Regions from separate parts of the Dromaius novaehollandiae genome. Here region 1 is linked to region 2. Evidence: chromatin contacts called from public Hi-C data. All regions are on one chromosome and are shown on one strand. Each heading gives the region's core, a stretch centred on a gene start, on an enhancer-like site or on the middle of the called end of the contact. The rest is flanking DNA. Distances are from core to core; before and after follow the strand shown.

Region 1 (4,966 bases), core at 594-3,093, 690 kb after region 2:
GCTGCCCCCACCGCTTGCACACAGGCAGCGTGCAGGAGAAGGAGGGAACAGCCCAACTTGAACACAGATGGGAGGGAAAAGAGAGAAAACAGAGAAAGCGGAGCTAAAAAGAAAGAAAGGATTTGTGGAAGCAAAACACAACTCCACAGTTCAAGCATATTTGTAGATGTGGCTCAGTTTGGACCCACATCTTTTGTCTTGCTAGGGTTTGCCTCACTGCCAAGACCAAAAACAATAAACAAATTAGGCCAAAGAAGGGTGTTGTTGTTTAGTTTGAACACAGAGCAACGAAATGTGAAATGAATTTCTGTATACATAATCTTAGCCAAATGAGGCTGTCAGATGTTTGTTTCTTCAACTTGCCTCAGCACTTTATACCACAAGGAAAATGTTCCCTGAGTGTAAAGCACAAGCAAGTGAAACAAAAAACCATGAACGCAAATATTTATCATTTTCTTTCTCATTAGCATTCCTTGCTCAAAAGCCAGAACGTGCTGCTTGTGCTTACTCACTCTCCACAAGTCGCCTGGCTCCCTCATTGCTCTTCCAGCAGGCAGCAGGTAATAACAATCTGCCATGTGAGACCGTTGTGTGGGAGTGCTCCAGTGCTCAGGGGAAGTAGGAGACGGTGCAAGGGTTGCCCTGTGACACGCACCCAGGCTTTCTGAGGCTGCTGCAGACACCTCACTCTGGCAGCAGGAAGCAGGGATGCACAGGAAAGCACTGGGTCCCAAGGGGATTCAACACTCTTAGGCTGACCAGCAAGGATCTGGAAGTGCCTCACGCTTTTGAAGGAGCCTTAACTACTGGTCAAGACAGACCAAATAACGTCACACATGTTCCTTGTCCTAAGAATTTTTCTGTGAGAGAGGACAAGCTTGTTCCAGTTGTCTGGGACATCACAGGCTTCAAAAAGCCTGATTTAGGCTAGAAATTCATAACACAAAGACACTAGTTTGTTTGAAAGTTGCTAGAAAGTTCAAGGCCAAGTGAACATGGTATCAGCTCATGTTAGGTATGTGCTCATACAGCTCACATACATGCTTAAAAAATTGCTTTCAGAAAGTACTTGCAGAAGAAGCTCCCTGTTGTGTTACTAGGTTTGTCCAAGTCCCAGTATGAGATGCACATGCTCAGTGTGGTATTACCTCCTCTAGCACCACTGAGAGGATTTTAAAAGATAATGGTCTACTTCTCACCTTCTGATGGATTCACACTGTTGACTTCAGTTAAGTTATTGTGATTTAAACAGATGTGAGGTGAGGTGAGGTCAGAATCACTTTTCTACAAGGATATTTAGACACAGTACAATGAAAGAGATGGAGCTTAAACACCAGGAGACAACTTTCTGACAATAAAAACACTGTACAGGATTGCCTGAGAAAGATGTGGAATCTCCAGCACTGGAGACTTTTAAGCGTGGATTAGAGAAATATTTCCAGGAATAGGTTATATATGTGAGATCCTGCACTGGGGCAGGAGAAACTATATACCTTCCTGAGGTCCTTTCCAGATGTATTTTCTGTGATTATCCAGTTCATTTTAACCATATTTAACTAATTTACATACACATGTTGGCAGCAAGTCAAATGTCATATTTGACACTTAAAATTTGATTTATTACACTCATCGAGTGCTTTGCTCTCTATGATTCTTTCTGCATTGTTTCCTGGACCTAGATCTCACAGACCTGTATACTGACTTGATTAATTAAATTCCTCCCAGGCCCCCAGAGTATTATCATTTTAAGACCCAGCAGTGCAACATTTGATTTACTGCATGAAACTTCCTCTTCTTCAGTACCAGGCAGTGAAAATATGTCAGCACAGTCTCACATCAAAGAGAATATGAAGGGGAAAAATGCCTGTGCAGTCAGCTGGTTCTTTCCAAACCTCATTCATATACTCTGTATGTGTGTGCTTGGGGGAAAGGGGAAGGACAAGGAAGAAAGTTTTAGATGAGAACTGAAAGTTAAATTAATCTGGAAGAAGGATGAGAAGTAATGAAGCTCTTTACCCTGCCAGAAAAAATCAGGAAACCTCACAGAAGGAGGAGATGAGTTTGGAAGTGGTGATCATATCATTACAGTGCTGAATATGGATCCTTTCATTTCAAATATAATGACAATAAAGGAACAGGAAACAGGAAATGATACAGGTTGAGTACAGAAGGTGAAATGGAGTTGTAAAGTTGTGCAAAAAAGTACCATGCAAAATGTGAAAAGGTATGAAGGCTGAGGGGCAAAGAGAAGAGAGAAGAGAAGAGAAGAGAAGAGAAGAGAAGAGAAGAGAAGAGAAGAGAAGAGAAGAGAAGAGAAGAGAAGAGAAGAGAAGAGAAGAGAAGAGAAGAACCTACAACAGAAATAAAAACTCAGCAGTTGTGGGGAAAAAAGCTTTGCTTTTTGAGTTTTTTTCCTAACTTTCCTTTTTATTCCTTTCTGTTGCTAGAGAAACTATAGTTTCTTGGATCAGTAGCTCACAATGTGTAGTAAACTTGTTATATGTGGTTTCTGACCATTACTGTAGAATACAGTATTATTTTTAAAGACAGATTTTAAGCTAGTTTATTCAATGCATGCGTTGTTGTTGCCATTATCTCTTCAAAGGAAATTATACCTTGCATCTGAATTTCAGCTACTTCTTTATAAAAAGATGAAAATCCATCCAATTCTGTTCATAGAAACACTGGTCAAATCAAAATGGTGTTGCTGTTGAGAATTTAAGCTAACTGAAAACTCTTGACATGAAATATGAAGAAGTAGCATTATGTTTCCACCAAGTATTGGGGAACAAGACAAGACATTTGTGTGTTACATTATGTTTTTAATCCCTGCTAAAATCTTGACAGAGGGGTGCACTGAACACAACAGAGAGCTCTGCTTGCCTGGGAAAAGGGGTGAGGGGTGGAAAAGCAAGAGAAAAAGACAAGAACTTTCCTTTCCTTAGGAGGAAAGGAGAAGAAACTGTCAAGCCTACATACTGATTCGTTGTTTGAAGAGTACTGCTTTTACAAAGCGTGAGACGTATAACACCAGGGAGAGTATGGAAAGATGCAGGAATCAGAGCAGCATCTTTACTCCCCCTTCTTTTCCCTCTGAGCTGCCACAATAGAGCTTACATCTGGACTCTGCTAAATGAAAAATCCATTTCCCCCTGGATTCATGATATAGAAGACATTTGAGACTAGAACCTGAAACCTAAATAGGCACTTTATTCCATCTGCACTCGGGAAGTAATATTAATCATAACAACAACAGCAAAGCTAATAACTACCTCACCATGCTGATGCCTTTGTCTACGCCAGATCTGCATTAGTGATTCTGCTTCCATTGCTTTTCTGGGATCTGGGATGCTGTAGGGAATTACAAGTGTATTTATACAGTTATTTTGAAGGTGCTATATGTTTCATAAACAAATGATGTTTGGAGCAAGGAAGCTTTCAGAGCAAGAAAGGTTCTTCTGCAATGTTTGCACAGGGCCTAGCACAGTGGGTCCAAATCACAATTAGGATTGCTTGGAGTTATAGGAGTACTGCACAGAGTGATAAGTAGGACGTGTGAGTGACACCCACGGTATTCTTCAAATGCAGCTTGATCACAAAGTTTCATTAGTGTTAATGGTTGCTACCTACAGAGAACAATTTCTTACCCTCAAGCCAAATGTTTTTTACTTAGAACATGGGGAAAAAAAAACAGTGAAGGAAAGAGTTGAAGTAAGATACCATAGCAAGAATGTGACCCCATGTGTTTTTTATCCCTAACTGCCTCAGCTCTTCCACGCAAAATGGCAGCTGTCTCCGCAGATGGCAGAAACTTAAAAATGAAAAAGCCTGGTACATAGAAAGCAGAAAACTGTAACACTTCTCTAGCTTCATACCCCTGAATCACATCTTGCTGCAGTCCAATATTTCCCCTAGGTCCACAGCTGAACAAAATTCTTTTCTATATTCAGCCATCTCCAACTGCTGCAGAAAGAGCCCTGTGATTTGAACCTGAGCCTTTGCTGAGAAGTATGCAGCCCATAACCCATTTATTTAATAATATACATGGTAGGTGGCAGAAGGGTCAGTGTATTCTTTTCTTTCACCAGGTCAAGGGATTCCCGCATATAAAAAGTCCATTGCAAACATTTATTGTAATCTTAATGGAGCAATGGGAGATAACAAAGCCTGCACCCTTATCAGAATACCACAATTAAGAAAATTCAGCTTGGAGCTGAATACATTATTTTGCATTTTGAATTATTTTTAAACAAGCTCCTCTCCTGCCTAAGGTGGATATGAGCTGATAACTACACAGTCATTTCATTCATACATCACGAGAATAACAACACTGTGAATATTGGAAAATGTAGGCCCCCTTCATTTTATGCCAGAAAATTGGCTCATATTTTTGCAACCTGGTGGCCTAAGAGACATATTCTTTCCACAGCTGGCAAACACATCTATTATAAATTGTCAATTCCTTAGAAAGTTCAGTTGCCTTCAGCAAATGTAATAAGCTTCTCAAAGGTCTTTGTCTGATTTTTCACTGCATTGGAGCTGAAGTGTCTCATGACTTGTAAACTTTTGAGCAGTCAGGCTCACTTTTCAATAATGATGGATATAAATGTCTCTCTCCTGATTTTTTGTTACCAGAATTATATAGAGAGACTCCCTGGAAGTTAGTTAAATGGAACTAGTATAAAACTGGAGCATCAGCATCTCCCTGCATAAATTTACAAGCACTGATTCCAAAAGGTTAACAATGTGGCAGATGGGTATCACAATGTGTGAACTCAGAAGAGCTGAGAATTACAAGGTTTGGTTCCAAAAGCAGTTAAAAGTTTAAGCATTTCCCTAAGCTCTTGAGCAGGCTTTCTTGACTGACATAAACCACCTGCTGCTTCAGTTCAAGCCAGTAGTAGTCCAGTAACAGCACTTACAAGTCTTTTGATTTACTTTTGCTCTTCATCTCATTGAGAAACTG
Region 2 (5,498 bases), core at 670-3,169:
TGTGCTGCTGTCTCTCTGAGGTATTTGCTATCAGTGGTATCATCATTTGCCATCAACCTGGACTCAGTCATCTCAATAAAATAGCTATATTCCGTCACTCACATCTCATGCTGCTTTTTTAACATGGTGAAGAATAATCTACTGGTAGTGCCATTTAAATGGAATAACATTTGATAAAATTACCTGCTGGAAATGCAAATCCATGATCGGTTGGGAATTCATGGATACCTTGCTGTATATTACCCCAGAGCAGAAACACCTCTCTAATCTCTCTGCTCCAAGAACAAATGGCCTTTGAAGAGAAGAAGTTCTACTAATTGCTAGTAATAAAGCAGCTTGGGTAATTCTACTCATCACTACTCACTTTTACTCCAACGTGTGCCTGTCTTTTTCAGCCCATTCATCTTTGATTTTCCTTGCCAATCCTTGACTTAGTAGCAGAACCATCATTTAGGTTTCTTTACTTTAGCAGTGGCAGACACCAAACAGCACAGCATTAGTATATTCCCGTGCCAACAGCAACTGACTGCATTTCATCCAGTGGCTAGCATCCAAAGTATACTAGCCTTGACTTGCTTTATACAGGAACGTATGTTCTGTCATTGCATGATGTATTTGCAAAGGGGCTGCAGAAAAAGTTCATGTATTAGACTATCTGCTGTCCGATAAGCATGCTGATCAGGTATTTGGCATATGCCTTCCCTGTTACATTCAGAGCGATTCTGGCGCACAAATGCTCTTTTGGAAAACAGTACATATACACTGATCTGTAAGTCTAACTTTGGTCAGGTAAACTGCAGGCCCCTCATTTTTGCTAGCATTACTGAATTCAGAGTAGATCTTGGCAGTAGCTGACAGCTTCCCTGCTAGTTGCCATGCATAATTTTGATGATCAGTTCAGCCCAGGTCTGCAATATATGTCAGGGGGCTGCTGAGAAAAATAGCATGCAATCATGGAACTGAAGTGTGCCGTAATAGAGACACAAGAGAATTGAACTGAAATTCTGTGTACTACCATCATTCTACCACTTTCTAACTTTGCTACACTGCAAAGTTGCAAGCTTAATAAAATGCTTTTCACTTCTTATAGTGTGTATGGATCTAATTTATAATCAAGAAGGAAGTGTACTTGTTGCTTGCCCAGCCACAGCATTTAAATCAGAGCACCTGCACTTTATCTTGTACAACGAGAAACAAAGGGTAACAGTTCAAGCATGGGGAACTCTAGACAGGCGTTTGGGGGAAGTGATGGACATAAATAAATGGAAACTAATTATCACTTCTGTTTGCCTGCTCATCTCTATCCTGTGTTATTTCCTTGTACTAAAATGTCTGTTTCTACACATGAATTGCTATTCCTTTCACCTCAGTTTCTTTCAGACTGTTAATTTGGACCTGGGGCTCTCCTTTATGATATATTTGTTCAGTGCTTGGCACAACAAAGCCCTGGCCTCAGCTGGAGCCTCTGGATACTGAGATTATAACAATTGCATGCAAGATGCAGAGCTTAGAAAGAAGCCCCTAGCAGTATAGCTTTAGGCCATATAGTCAATATCTTCAAGAAGTTCTTAATAGTCTGCAAAACCAGCGCTGTTAGCCAAGCTATTTGCAAGTAGTTGGACATGAATAAGGGTTTGAATGGTACCTACGTGACTATGGCAGCTATACTTGATCTCCTGTACTTCCATCCTCAGAAGGACAGTTCTTGTGGGAGTAAGCAGCATTTCCGTATCACAACACTTCATTTTTAATACGTGCCTTTTAAGAGGCTGAACTCTTGTGACTGAAGCCAGAGACTTGCTGCTAACCAGGGCTGGAATAGGTGACACTCTTCTCCCCATTTGTTAATGCAGACAGTTCATCCACAGACCGCTGGCGTGAAGATGTAGTTTTCCCTGTGAACCACTAGATGCCCTGAGATCTCTTTGGTTCAATGTTTCTTTCAACAGCCAAAACTGTTACTAGGGAAAAGCGAGCAAGAGCATCTCAGCTAAGCCATGAAAACAATAGCGTCTTGGCTGGTGGGGTGTATTTTCCAGATTAAAGTAATATCTGCTCTATAAATGTTTTCTGTTCAAATAGTGAAAGGAAACCAGTATACATGGTAGGGAACCTATCAATATCTCTATTGCAAGGATGAAAGATGGTTCCTCAGGGCAATGCTGATAAAAGCAAATAAATTAATATTACAGAGATGGAAATCTCTCAGTTGTCCCAAATAATAGACAGTTCTGCAGAAATTTAGCAATTCTGGCAAAGGCATCCTCAGAAGCGCAGAGCACAATAAGAGACAGTTAATACAGTCTGAGTTAAGTTCTGGTGCTATTGCACACTGATATAAGCTAAAGTAATGCCACTAATTTCAGTGAAGTTATTCTAGGTTTACATCAGTGTAAATGAGAGCAGAATATGGCCATATGAGTACTAGACTTGTGCATGTGATCACACCTCCAGCACTCAAGGCATGGCACCTGTTGTCCCTGAGGCAGCAAAGCTCTTAAGTATGTGATAGCCTTTAATCTCCTGCATGAAGACCCTTGCTGACTACAGCAGGAGCATCCTAGCACTTAAGCATATGCATAAATGCTTTGCTTTGGCACGGCCAAGGTTTTCAGCACACAGTAGCACTGATGTGTGAAAGGGCTCTGCCTTGCAAAAGTGTGAGCTGCTTTGGTGGTTTCCACGGCTGTGCAGAGCCCGGGAGCAACCCATCAAGGCCCAGGTTCTAGTCATGTGCAGATGAACCTAAGCCTTGCTCCAAAGCATACATCAACCTCCTGAGGCTCTGCTCATGCCTTTCTTGCCACTGCGGGAAGCAGTGTGCATGGACAGAAAGGACAGAGCTTGCTTTAACTCACATGTACCTAATCTAGATGATCAGTGCTTAGCATAGAACATGATTGTGCTGCAGCTGTAACATCACTGAGTTATATGTCTGCTACTTTGAAGTATGAACTCATCCTAGATCTACTCAATGGGCACCTTGGTGTAGATTTTAGTGAGGTAAAGCTTAAACTTCAAATATTTCTTAAGACACTTAAAAATGTTTGATATATATTTGTTGTATGCATCTGCATCTCAGGTTACAGGGCTCTGTCTGAACTAGTGTAAAGTGACAGAACTTCTCCAACTTCCCTTGACTTGACCTGGGCACTCTGTTTAATGAGGGGAGATGCTCTTTCATAGCATGGGCCCTTCTCTCCAAGCATTTCAACATTCTTCACATAGTAAGGAAGTACCAGGAGTACTGTTTTTTAGAAAGCGGACCTTGCAAAGATCAATTCCATTGCTCAAAGCTACTCAGGAAATTAGTAGTAGAAGTGGAAAAATAGCAGAGCTATCCAGACTCCTAGTTTTCCACTTTCAGTGCTTCATGATCCTGCTATATTAGCGCATTTTCTGAAGGATCACCTCACTTTATTCTCTGGGGTCTCTGAAGAGCTCTCTGAAACAGCTTGGGGGATCCCCAGTACAGCAAAAACCCTTCTGAAAATAGGTAAAACTGCTCTCAACTGAACAGTTGTTCCTTTACAAATGTAATCATATAACAGGAAGCACCTTTGTTTCCTGTTGCACAAAGGATGTGGAGACAGGCTTACATGTGCAAAATTTTAAGGCATCACCTCTCCACCTCTTTGCTTTGTTGTGGTGTTAGAATATATTTGCCCTCACTGGCAGCTTCAGGGATTTCCCTTTTCTAGGGAATGCCATAAGTAAGTCACCAGCAAAGGGTTGTCAGAATTACCTAACAGAGGCAATAGAAGAAGCTCAAAGAATCAGGCACAGTATAGTTGCATAGCCACTATAATTAGGCTTATGTTTGTGAGTTTATACATTATACATCCATCCACCTGCATTCTTCTCAAAGTCTGACCTTTCTGAGCATAAGAGGTGTAAGCAGCATGGTGACCTGAAGACTTGTTTTTTTCAGCATGACTCAGAATGTACCGTCCCTTTGAGATGTGATATATTGAAATTGGACTTGACAGAGTGATTAGCTGATTTAGAAGTTGCTTTGGATGCACAGATGTTACCTGTTTCATAAAGAGTCCTTCAGTCCTGAATTTGAATGCACTGAAAAGCTTGCTAAACTAAGGCCTTACACTTGTCACACAGAGACTGGATAAGCTCCATTTCCTCATACTCACTCAGGGACTCACACCAAGCTGTTTTCAGCCTTTCTCCCACCCCCAACTTTTTCCTCCAGTTTGCTACTGTGCTCCCTTCAGTTTCTTTTCTTCTAAGTTACTCACTCACCTCTTATAGGATCTCAAGGGATCTCACATTTTCAATACTTAATCCATTTCCTGCCTACAAGGCAACAGCAGCAGCTTTGTGCTTGAGTAGCAGTACCATACAGGAGATGTCCACCTGTAAGTAGAATCATCAGCAAGAACCACAAGTAGGGCCTTTGGCCCTACAAGCCTACTACCTTTCAGCTAAAGGTGCACATCCTTTCATAACTGCTGTAGTAACATCTTAGCTCAAGCCAAGAAAAGCACATCAAGACTCACCTGTTCCTAGAACCTCTCACCCCCCCAGTACTATGGAAAAAAATACACTATTGTCCTCCTGTAAACTGCTTTGTAAAGACTGTTACTGCTCCTAGAGGGATATGAAGAGCAACTGGTGGCTCTGATAAATGGAGACCCTGTTAATTCAGGTGTTCCCTGTTCGGGATTTCATTTGACCCTGAACACCTGATCTCATAGGAGCAAAAGAAAAGGGTGGCTAAATCAGAGCTAGAGAGTGCTTTCTGAAGTGAAAACACAGAGAAGTTAGCAACAAAAGGGCTTGATGCCCTTTACTGCTAAGGAAGGAGAGTGCTGGTTTTTACTGCAGCTCTGTCCTTGTGAAATGAGTGATCAATGTTTATTGATTTTCACCTGCAGAGAAAGAGGCAGAACCTCTGACCTTACAGTTTCATAGATTTTTTAAGTCTGGAATGGATGATAATAGTTACTCAGTGTGGCTTTTTGCATTCTCTCTCCTTAGTTTTTGCAAGATGATTTTTGCCTCATAGCACAATGACTTGTGAATGAGCAGGTAAGGGGAGACTGTCAGATTACTTTATTGAAGCTGATGCAGACAAATTGTGCTGTAAATACAGGACAAATGGTTCAGTCCATGAACCTATCTACCAGATAACCAGACAAACTCTTCCTTTGAATCCTGCTTATGTTTTCTTGTAGTGAATTTGCTCATGTATCTCTTCTCAAAGATTGTAATGATTGTCTTCAGTATCCAATTTGAATGATAGTATTAGTTCTGCTCTGGAGAGCTTTATTTAAATAAAAAGTGTCTAATAAAAAGTGTTCCCCCTTTTGTGCAGAGTCTAGTCATAGCTGAAACCTGCACTAAGGGTTTCCTCAGGAGGACCCAGCAGGAACTCACCTCTCTTTCTGCATCACGAAGAAATAAAGCTAACTATGCTCTGCACTGGAGATAGCACTGGATGCTGCAGGGAGCTGACTTTGCCTCATCCAAAAAGCAGTGGT

The links. Hi-C and Micro-C count contacts between places; a contact is called where the count stands out from the background.
Region 1: a contact with region 2 is called in a Hi-C map of brain, with 3 times the contacts expected there. The contact joins two enhancer-like sites.

What each region holds. Positions count from the first base shown.
Region 1 is chr3:96,315,223-96,320,188 of bDroNov1.hap1, forward strand. All of the region lies in intron 1 of LOC112995916 (a long non-coding RNA gene), which reads right to left. Among named protein-coding and RNA genes, the nearest start is that of LRFN2, 210 kb to the left of the region's middle. Within about 2 kb of position 1,844, at least 2 of the 2 cell types and tissues checked have open chromatin away from gene starts, as enhancers often do.
Region 2 is chr3:95,623,407-95,628,904 of bDroNov1.hap1, forward strand. No RefSeq gene overlaps it. Among named protein-coding and RNA genes, the nearest start is that of MOCS1, 31 kb to the left of the region's middle. Within about 2 kb of position 1,920, at least 2 of the 2 cell types and tissues checked have open chromatin away from gene starts, as enhancers often do.